2 separate regions of the Zea mays genome follow, and region 2 is linked to region 1. The links are chromatin contacts, called in public Hi-C maps. All regions are on one chromosome and are shown on one strand. Each heading gives the region's core, a stretch centred on a gene start, on an enhancer-like site or on the middle of the called end of the contact. The rest is flanking DNA. Distances are from core to core; before and after follow the strand shown.

Region 1 (5,052 bases), core at 1,893-4,392:
GAAGGGAACCACTCGAGTGGATCGATCCCCGTGCTCGGCCTCGGACTGACCCCGCCATAAATGGCTGGCCGCATTAACCACGCCTGGGCACCTAGCCATAGCGTGGCCGTCGGTCCGCTTCCCACTCATGACCTACGAACCCATCGGTCCACATAGCACCACTTATGACCTACGATCCCTCGGACTGTGGCGCATTAATAGCCCGCTCGCCCTCGGATTGTGGCGCACTTATGGCCTATCGGACTAGACTTGCAGACCTCTCGCATGGCACTATACGACGGACTACACCGAGCCCCAGGCTACGGAAGCCAGGGGTCGGCGTAGCCGGAATGATGGTGTCTAGGACCATCGTCGCCCCCATGATAAATATGCGGCAGCCATGGACCCAGCGAGTACGCATGGACTCACCCGAGGTAAAACACTGGTTTTACCCTTGTCTTACGGCTCCTTCCAAGGGGACACCCTCCGAAGCCCAGAACGTGCACAATAAATTTACTTGTCAAAGCGAGGTACGAATCATCGATAGATGACACGCCAAATAGAGGACTTGCGCGTTCCACGGCGAGATTCTCCAAGCTCCGGATGGTTGGACATGATGGTGAAATAGCATGGACTCTCGTAGCAACCGAACGCTTCGAGAACTCTAGCAATGACCTCGACAACAAAGAAACGATGAATAGAGCCCCATAAATCCCGACTCCCCTGACGAACGAGTCGCTTGACATCATTTTTCTGTTTTTTAAGAAAAAAGACATACTTGCAAATATGTTGATTACTTTTACCTTTTATCAAGAGCAGTATAATAATTGACAAATTGACGTGATTTGCGGTGCGCATGAGAAAGGCTATGCTTAGTTGTCTTGCTCTAACCGCTCATCTAGCCTCACTAAGCAAATGCTAGTATTGCCAACGTAGACTACCTCACCCTGCAAAGCCATAAAAAATCCTGTTTTCACGGCAGACAAGAGAGAACCAAATGACAGCCACTGTTTAACTCCTTGTTGAGCTAGACGACGCGAGGGTGAAGTTGGAAGGTACTCGAAACCCGAATAGTCGATGGGTTTTATTTGATATGTAGACGAGTATGAGATAGTTTCTATATTCACGAATATATTATTGGACAACAACCTCTACCCGTTGGATAGATGGATACGAGTACGGATGGGTACTATCCATACCCACACACCCGTGGATAAAATATACTAGTATCATTTCATTATTATTATCTAATAAAGTTAGTTAAAATAGAACCCTTCTTTTGCTATTGTTTATTTTATCTATCAAATTATGTAATCGTATATGTTGGATCTTTTATGGGCTTGACCCATTTATTGAATAAACTCTATGGTATGTAATGGTGGAGAATACCAATAGTACCATATTGGAAGTCCAGGGGTCTTTTGGCTTGACTTATATGGTGGGAATTATTCCACTTAATTTGAGAAGTCAAGAAATGGACAAGGGTGTGCCACACGCGCGCGCCGCCGCCGGTCGGGCCGGGCCGGGCGTGGCGTGGCGCTTTTTGAGCAAATTTTAACTCATTGTATTCCATATGGAATAAGAGGAGAAGAAAAGCATTCCACGACCCCCGAGGGGCCCTCTCAAAAAGGGAACTATTCCTTAAATTTACTTTTTTTATTTATTTTTATTCGTTTTTTGAACCCCAACAAAAGTGGATTCAAAGTTACTTCAATTATCCTTTTCTTTTAAGTTCTTCTTGTAAAGTTCCATGCTTGCTGTTTGGTCAAGAAAATTAGACCTAATCCAACAAACAAGACAAGGATTGATTACGAATCTTGATTCTTCAAAGAATATATTCCGTTTCTTTCATAACGGATTATCCGCTATTCGATTTTCTATTTATTAGATATTATTTTATGCGGCGTGGCGTGGCAGGGCAGGCAGGCAGGCAGGCGGTTGCCTGTCTCTTCGTCAGCTGCATGCGAGACTCTTGTCCTTCAGCTTCCCTCTGCGAGAGGTTAAGTAGAGGAGAACCCCTGGCACTTGGTACACGAGAACAGAACCATTTCAGAGTCACAGTCCAGCCGCAAGTGAGGGTGCTCGGGGGATCGGCAATTAGGTTTTTGGGGAGCGTCTACGCGACTGCCCAACGTCCGTCGTTGTCTTCTTCACTGGTTCCTGGCGTCTTCATCTGGTACGGATAGCAAGAGAAGTTGGACAAGGATCAGGATCCTCGGAGCACATGAGAGAGTATGATCAATTCAGTTCGTTACTGTTTTACATTCTGCATATTATTTATATTCATCTCTATTGTTTCGTATGTAGCTCTGTTTTGTCATATTATAATAGGTTATATCTGTCTGTTATAATTTTACAGTCATTCTGTTTATTTTGCTATCTGTTTATTTTCAGTTGTTCCGTAATAATTCATGAACCATGTTTATATACTTATTATATTTATATGATTCATATGCTTTATGTTCTCTTGATCCATATTGGTATGGGTCAATTTGAGATCATGATTTCTATGTTTAATTATCTTTTATATTTCATCATCATAATGTTAATTTATGAAATTAAAATGATATGAAAAATGCCTATAATTCTAACAATATATTTTGTTATATTTTAACTTAAACTTATTTTTGTGCATTTATTTGACATTTTTTTAGATCGTATTTTTAGAAGTTGAGATTTTTTTAGCGGGTACGGGTTACTTAATGGGTAAAATTACCCACGCCGGTACAAATATTGATGATATTTTATACGGCAAATATATATAGTTAACCTGACGGATATGATTTCTTATAATAGATATGAGCACGGGGTATGAAATGCTATAACAGTTGCCATCTTTAGATAGATAGCAAACGTGTGGTATCCGCATAGTCCCTTTCGTGGCCGCCAATCTTTCCCGTAGACCGACTAGACACTTGCTTGACCTCGTCTAAAACAAGGGAAGGAAAGAAAAAAACCAGAAACCAGTCTGGCTTACACGCGGGCCTCACGGATGGACGGTCCCACTGTCATTGAGAATCGCAAGTAAGTTTCTCGTCCCAGCCCAAGTCTCTTGTTCATAGACTTGGATCCGTGACGGTCCCACTGTCACGGATGCCCTTGTTCACTCGACTAGGATTCTAAAGTCTAATTTAAATAATCTGATCAAATAACTGTAATACATATAAATATAGCTTGGAGCAAATCTTTCAGCCACCCGATCCCCAACCGCCCGGCCCGACATTCCCTCCAACCGCCGCTGCGGCTGCGCCGCCCACCGCCGACAGGCGACAGCATCGACAGGCGCAGCAGTCAACAGGAACCGAGCCATGGCGAGCGCGGATCTGCTGCGGAGGGAGGAGGAGTTCTACTCCTCCCTGTTTGATTCCGCCAAAGGTAACGCTAACGCCCTTCCCGCCGCTCCCGCGGATGGCGATGCGGGTTTCGCCCCCCTTGGCCCTTGCTGAAACTGTGGCCTGTGGAAGCAGGCGATGGCGCCAGGTCGCGCTCACAGCTGATCGAGAGGAAGATCGAGGCCCTGGAGGACATGGCCACCAGGGTGAGGATGCTCGTCTTTGCCTTCTGTACCTCTTGCCACACTTTTTCTTTCTTTTTTTCTTCTCTGGTGCATGGTCGAGTCAAGAATTTCCCTGCATCTCCTTTGATGACAAACGAAAACAAAAACTAGGATCACGCAAAACTGCACCCATTAAGTTTTGCAGGCTTCAATGTGATGGAATGTAACACGAAACAATTTGTGCTGTCTATGCTAGGGGTCGTCCGTCTGTTGATGGGGGTTTACACATTTGCAATGTTTTTGTATACACAGGTCAGTAACCGGAGATCGCGGAAGTGGTTTAACGACCGTTTGCTGATTGAACTCGTCCCGCGTCTTTACGTTGAAGAGATCAAAGGCCTATTCGCTCCTCCGCCGTGGGGTAAACACCAGATGCCGCTCTGGTTTACTGAATGCGATTTCACTAACCTGGCAATAATCTTCGCTGTCGTACCTACATCGTTTTAGATTGATTCATTCATGTATACATGTGCTAGAAAAGATCCACAGTTTGTTGTCAGAAACATAGATATGTATTCTCTTGTAACCATGCCCTTTTTAAAACATTCATAATTGACTACAGCGCTGAATTTTTTTTTGGAGTCAGGATATTCTCATTGTACTTTCACTATTTGTTGCAGAACTGTTACATTGCTTCATGCAATGGTGTACCAGAAAAGCTATAAACTATGTTGACATTTGATAGAAACATAGAGACTATCTTCTCTTAAGCGTGCCCATTCTGAACTTCCGCAAGGATTACAATCCTAAAATTTTGTTTAGCCGAAGCTTATGTTTGCTGCTCTTCAATCATCAATTATATGTTTTCATCAAATTCTTGTGCGGAAGTGCTCTTCCATTAATCAATGGGCATCACATGCATGGTATTTCCCTGTGTATGCTTTGGAAAAGCTCATGTCTTCTATATTATAATGATTATGCAGGTGAGCAAGTGCCCTTGTCAGCATTCTACAGGGCAAATGTTGGTGAATGGGATTCCTTCAGGAGCATTGACATGGATGCTGAGGTAGGTAGATGTTAATATGCCTGTCTTCCTAGCCACATTTTGTTCTTCATTGTCCACAGTATAATTTAGTGAGTGAAATGTAGTGATGTACAACAAGACAGGAGATTTGTACATCATGGTGCATTAGTTTATGGATCGGTCGTACTTACAAGTTTTCTTTCTTATTTGTAGGCAAGATTGATGCAGCATATGAAAAAATCATTGGAAAAACCCAGGAATCATGTCGATGAAGGGGAATCGATTGCGCTGAATGCTTGGCATCGAATAGATCGACACACTAGAGAAGCAATAAAGAGAAATTTCCTTCCTGATCTGCTTGGAATATATGAAGTACTGCCTTCTTTTCTCAAGTTTTTTTTTTTTTGAGACAACCTTCTTTCCTCAAGTTTTGACCTCTATTTACCGAAATGATTATAATGGATCATGGCTAATTAGTTTTTCTTGTAAAGAAGACATCAGAGTTCTTTGATTATGTATCTGTATGTATGTATGTATCTACTATCTAAGAACA
Region 2 (5,612 bases), core at 2,873-5,372, 170 kb after region 1:
TAATAAAGAAAGATATCTGTATACTCCTAGCAGCCTCATACTGCTTACCAAAAGCCATCAAGTTTTCATTGGATATCTTACCAAAATAAATGAATAAAAAAAAAGCTAGTCCAAGGAATCAAGGATACAAAGGCAACAGGGATGTGCTTGCAAAATATTCCATCCCCAACGATGCTAGAAATGAGTTGCTCATGTGTACAAGTGAGCAGTGCAGCCAGTATGTGTTGCTTATACAAAGTAGTGAACTGAAAGACTTCAGTTAACTTACTGGATGCCGAGGATCTGCAAGCATCGGAAAGAGGCCTCTAACTATCAGCGACTGTCTTGCCTGCAAGAAAAAGAAACAACAAATGAGTTGCATGGTGCCAAGTATCAGTACAAGAGAAGGCAATCAAGGTTCTTAATTCTTCTCAAATAAAGTAATCTCTCTTAAGCATTGCATGACACATGTTCAATATCTACAAGAGAAACTTCAAAGACCAATGTTACCATTCACAAAAGAAATGATCAACATGCTAATAATAGATAATGTCAGTGTTGCATAAAAAGAAAACATCTAACAGGAAAGATCACAAAGAATATTGGGGTTCACGTACCTCAAAAGCACCAGTGAAACTCCATCTCAGTTGGTTTGTCTTCAGACGAGGAATGACAACAGAAAGAACAGGCATGGTGGGCCTGTACTTGGCGATGAGCCTGCAGATCATATAGAGATATACATGAGGTTAATTTCCACTGAACTGCATCCCTGTATAAGCATGTCCGTTTCTACCAACCTTGCAGCCCTCCCAGAAGAGGTGAAGCAAATGATCACCGAAGCCTTAACTTTGATAGCAGCTCGCACCTAAGAAATAGTAACACGACTATCTTAGACTACAAAAAATTGTGGTTTGCAAACATTAATAGAAAAAAGATTCGAATCTGAAAAGCATGTAGATGATAGATCTTACAGCTGAGGAAGCAATGGACTCCAAATGGGTCATGGGTTCTCCGACATATTTCACAGTTTGCTTGAAGTATAAATCTTGGTTGAATACCTTCTCAGCCTGTAAGACAATTGACAAACATGTATAATTAAATCAATGACGGCAAGTCAGATGCAGCGCCCAAAAAAAGACACCAAATTCGCGTAAAATAGCAATAATTGTTGAAAATGCAACCCTATCTAGAAAACATAACAGAAATTTCACCTCAGCACAAATTCTGCCCACTGTCGAAATAGTCTCAACTGGATATAAACCTCGGAGAGTCTCAGCACCAAGGAGAATGGCATCACTCCCTGCAATCAAAATCAATCGTGAGTCATGATTGAACTTCCGTTTTTTAGTGCACTAATGACCAGCTGCATATCAGGCTAAAAGAGCCCAAGTATAACCAAGATTTTTGAAAAAACAACAGAAATCGTTGACAACTTACCATCAAGTACTGCATTTGCCACATCAGTTGCCTCCGCTCGAGTAGGCCTGAGGTTGTCAGTCATACTGTCCACAACACGAGTGACAACAGCAGGCTTTCCAGCCATGTTGCACTTGTGAAGAGCAGATTTTTGAAACAAAAAGACCTGCAACATGGAGTTGGAGTGATAAAGATCAATGTCTAAGTAAACTAATGAAATATGAAAAATTATCGCATCCATGAACGAGACAGAAAATGCTAAACTAGAAGTAAATTTAAGGTTCATGTGTGTTGTCTATCATTCCTCAATGCCTTAGGATTTTCAGAAAACTGGCAGGTATGAAACTCAATTCTGATAATAGAGTCAAAATATCTTGAGTATAAGACCATGCTAACAAAAAATTAAGAAAACATAATATGACACGCTGACCCACTTCAAATCCACATAGTATGCTAGATCTGATGGAACCCAGATGTGAGGGGGTGTAATGTGTGGCCACAAAGCTACTGAGGCTTAAGCCCGTATTCTCAACTAGTCCACTGCTAAATTATTAGTATATGTAACAACCAACCTTCTCAGGTGGAAGATCAATTCCCAGGTTCCCTCTTGATAAAATGATACCATCTGCCTCAGCCAGTATTTCATCAAATTGGTTCAAGCCCTGCAAAGAAATAAGGAGTGTATGTATATTTGAAGGGCAAACAAATGATAGCTGGCTAATGATGTAAGAGGATTTACATGAAAATACCTCGACATTCTCAATTTTGGCAAAAATCAGAGTCTGGCTTAGATCGCCCAATTTTGACAGGAATTCCCGTGCCTGTGTCGCAAGAAGCAAATATTAGCACTGTTGACAACATTCTTCGTAAGTGTTGTACCCCAAACAAACAGTAGATAGTGTATCAAATATAGCAATGACGCATTTTCGTTGTAGTGATAGAGGTACTGCTTAGAAGCACAGCAATCAGAGAGGACAAACAGAATAACTCAAAATACATCCACAATGCAAGTTGTTTACCTGGCGCACATCCTCTGCATGTCTTGTGTAGGACAGAGAAAGGAAGTCAATCTTATTGGGAGTACCCCATTTTCTAATGACCTGAAAGCAACTCATGCATGTAAGTCTTAGGGTGGCTAAAGGACAAGGCTGCAGCTTTACAACAAATCTAGTTCCGCCACCAAATTTTCAGGTTACCAAAGGTGAAATTCTGATAGGAAGGAGACGATTTCAAAGCAACAATTACACAAGGATATATAAATCACAATTTCGAGAGTAGTTCCTTACATCCTTATCCTCATCAGACAGGGTGGGCAAGTCAATGTGAATCTGGGAGCAATGCAGCGTGAACAGTGACCCAGCCAAGGTGGCTGTGTTCTTGATTATACACACCACATCATCTCCTTTCACTTCAGAAACCTACATCAGTACGATAGGAGAGTTCCTTTTTTAAGCAAATGCTGAGAACAAACGAAAACCTACTTTCTAAAGGTACAGCATGCTAGAAGGCCTTTTACCTCCAACCAAACTGAGGTGGTCTCACTGCCAGTGAACAAGTATTGTCCCACGAATATTGTTGCCCCTGGTGTCACCGCCTGCAAGGAACAATTCTTTTTTAAAAAGTTTGTCCACTATGTGATGTGGAAACAAGACTAGACTAATAGAATGGCATCGCAGCGGCATAGTGCATAAAACTAACCCAAAAAAAATCTAAACTTGGTAGTCAGGGCATGATCAACTAGCAGTTGCCGCTGATCTCGTACTCGGTAGAAGTAAATACAGCATCGGATATTAGATCTTAGTAGAACGGCATGGGCACGTGCTAACCTTGGCGAGTCCAGAGAAGTTGATGGGCAGCAAGCTGGAGGAGGCGTCTTGGCCCCGGTGAGGGGTGAGAACGACCGTGCCATTCTCCTCGAGGGAGATCGGGGTCTCGCTCTTGTTCACCACCTGCAGCTCCGGGCCCACGGTGTCGAGCATGACCTGGTACGCAGAGTGGGATGCTTGCAATTGTCAGCTCCGTGGCGCACATTCGTTCGTTCGTTCAGAGCCGAGGCGCCAGACAAGGCGAGAGCAAGGTGAACTTACAGCGCAGAGCTTCTTGGTGGACTTGATGGAGAGCTTGAGGTTCTCCAGCGTCTCCTGGTGGTACGCGGCGTCCCCCCACGAGAAATCGAACCGGGCGACTGCAGTCGGAGGAGGAAAAACCAAACCAACCAGCCAACAAATCAGTTCCAGTGCCAGACTGCAAGCTCCAGACGGCATTGAGAGAGAGAGAGAGAGAGAGAGAGAGAGAGAGACGGAGAGTGAACAGTTACCGGACATGCCGGCCTTGAGGCAGGCGGAGATCGTGTCGACGGAGCGCGACTTGGGGCCGAGAGTGCCGACGATCTTGGTCATCGCCGGGAAGTAGCTCTGATCCAGGCAGGGATCCGCCCGGCACCGAACCGAAAAAAGCAAAAGTTAGTCAGGTCTCAGTCGAGGTAGGGGTTCCGCGACCGATCCCGCACGAATCAGCGACGAAACGAATCTGAACATGACGACGGGCGGGCGGCACGGCGGAAGGCTTACGGGCTTGGAGGGCTCGAGGATGGAGGCCATCCGGATGGGCTCCTCGAGCAGGAGGTTCGTGGAATGCATCCTGACGGTGGCGGCGGCGGCGGCGGCGGCGGCTGTCCTCCCTTCCTTTCCCTCTTCTTCGGCTCCAAGGAAAAGGAGGCAGATGCGAATGGGGGTCCGTTGCTTGACCTCTCTCGGCTCGGCTCGGTTAATAATGGCAGCAAACGAATCTCTTGCTCCGTGCTTCCCCTGCCACCCCCCGCCTATGCTTTTTGGGTTTCCAATTCCAAACTTCCAATGGGCCCTGCTGCGGGAAATGGAGACACGCCGACGCCGATGGGTCCCGGGAACGGCGGCCGCCGCCGGTTTTCTGCTGCCTCCGGCCACATGTTGCTGGGTCCGATCTAGGCCCAGGCCCAGAGCCCAACTAGCTGCGGGACCGCAAAGCAGCCGGGGGACTGGAAGTCTGGAACTGAGCCGGTGTCCCGGATGGGACGGGATGCTTGAGACAGGACACGTCACACGTCCTGCCCATGAATGATACAAGTCGCTTGTTCATCTCCGGGTTCCAAAACATGTTTATGTACTTTTATTGGCTAACAACATCGTCCTAGATCGTCCATTTAGAGCATTTATATCAACAATAAAAATGTGAGAAAGATAAAAAAACTGCTCCCCGTTCTCTTTTTTGGCGTTGTAAGTACCAAGAGAGACGAGAAATAAAGGCGGATGAACCTTTACTAGCCAAAACCCAAAACCCAGCTCATCCATGCCACGTGTAACACAAACTCATGTGGCTGCATCAGCGTTTGGAAGTCCATTGAAAGGGAAGCGTATCCTCGGTTTTGAACGGTTTCCACGGACAGGAAAAACACACGTTCGAAAGCCGGGCACACAATCCCCGTCTCGTGAAACTCTCGCCTCGTCTCGTCCGCTCCCTGTCTCGTCTCGTTCTCCTTGGATCCAATAGTCGCCTTCACGCTTCACCCACCCCGTTGTAGCACCCCAGTCTCGCCTCGCTTCCTCCGGATTGAGCCGTCGCTTCGCCCACTGCGGATATAGCACCCCCGTCTTACCTTGTATCGTCCACTCCCGTCTCCGTGTATCGGCTCGTCCTCCTCCGGATCTGTAACACCCAACTGGTGAATAATAAGAAAAGAGTTAATCTTCTTATATGTATTGCTCTACTCATTAGAACACATGAAAAAAGTGAACAATTCTCTAATAAAACATAAATAATCCATGCATCATGTTGAAGTTTATTTGTTTGTGCATTCAACAACAACAATAACAACAACAATAATAATATATTGATGATGAGGTTGAGATTTAACCTAATATGCAATTTAGAAATTGGAAATAACATAGAAAGGAAAAAAAGGAAAATACTACTGTCAGCGTTTCGACCCCGGGGGTCCCTGGACCGACGAGTAAAATTGTCGCTGCGTGCCCCAGCCCAGATGGATTGGCGCGAGACGGGACACGAAGGGGGGAAAAACCTCGGCTCGTGTTATCGTGCGCCAGAGTGGGTGCGCTTGCAGTAGGGGTTACAAGCGTTCGCGAGGGAGAGAGGGAGTCTCGCGCGACCACCCTCCTGTATGAGGGCCCTGGCCCTTCCTTTTATAGATACAAGGAGAGGGTCCAGGTGTACAATGGGGG

What was found. A called contact is a pair of places that touch in the nucleus more often than the background predicts.
Region 2: a contact with region 1 is called in a Hi-C map of ear, with 4 times the contacts expected there. The contact joins the promoter of LOC100191614 here to the promoter of LOC100276056 in region 1. A contact is called at or near these places in 12 of 25 Hi-C or Micro-C datasets (bundle sheath, ear, endosperm and 5 more).

The regions. Positions count from the first base shown.
Region 1 is chr4:193,098,558-193,103,609 of Zm-B73-REFERENCE-NAM-5.0, forward strand. It overlaps LOC100276056, which reads left to right and starts at 3,143. Exons shown (of 7, transcript NM_001149939.1): 1 at 3,143-3,354; 2 at 3,447-3,517; 3 at 3,788-3,896; 4 at 4,459-4,541; 5 at 4,713-4,871. The coding sequence starts at 3,288.
Region 2 is chr4:193,272,043-193,277,654 of Zm-B73-REFERENCE-NAM-5.0, forward strand. It overlaps LOC100191614 (pyruvate kinase), which reads right to left and starts at 4,123. Exons shown (of 16, transcript NM_001137043.1): 1 at 3,966-4,123; 2 at 3,713-3,809; 3 at 3,483-3,580; 4 at 3,222-3,377; 5 at 2,912-2,989; 6 at 2,682-2,813; 7 at 2,415-2,495; 8 at 2,145-2,216; 9 at 1,968-2,057; 10 at 1,417-1,561; 11 at 1,191-1,279; 12 at 951-1,046; 13 at 777-844; 14 at 597-696; 1 more. The coding sequence starts at 4,034.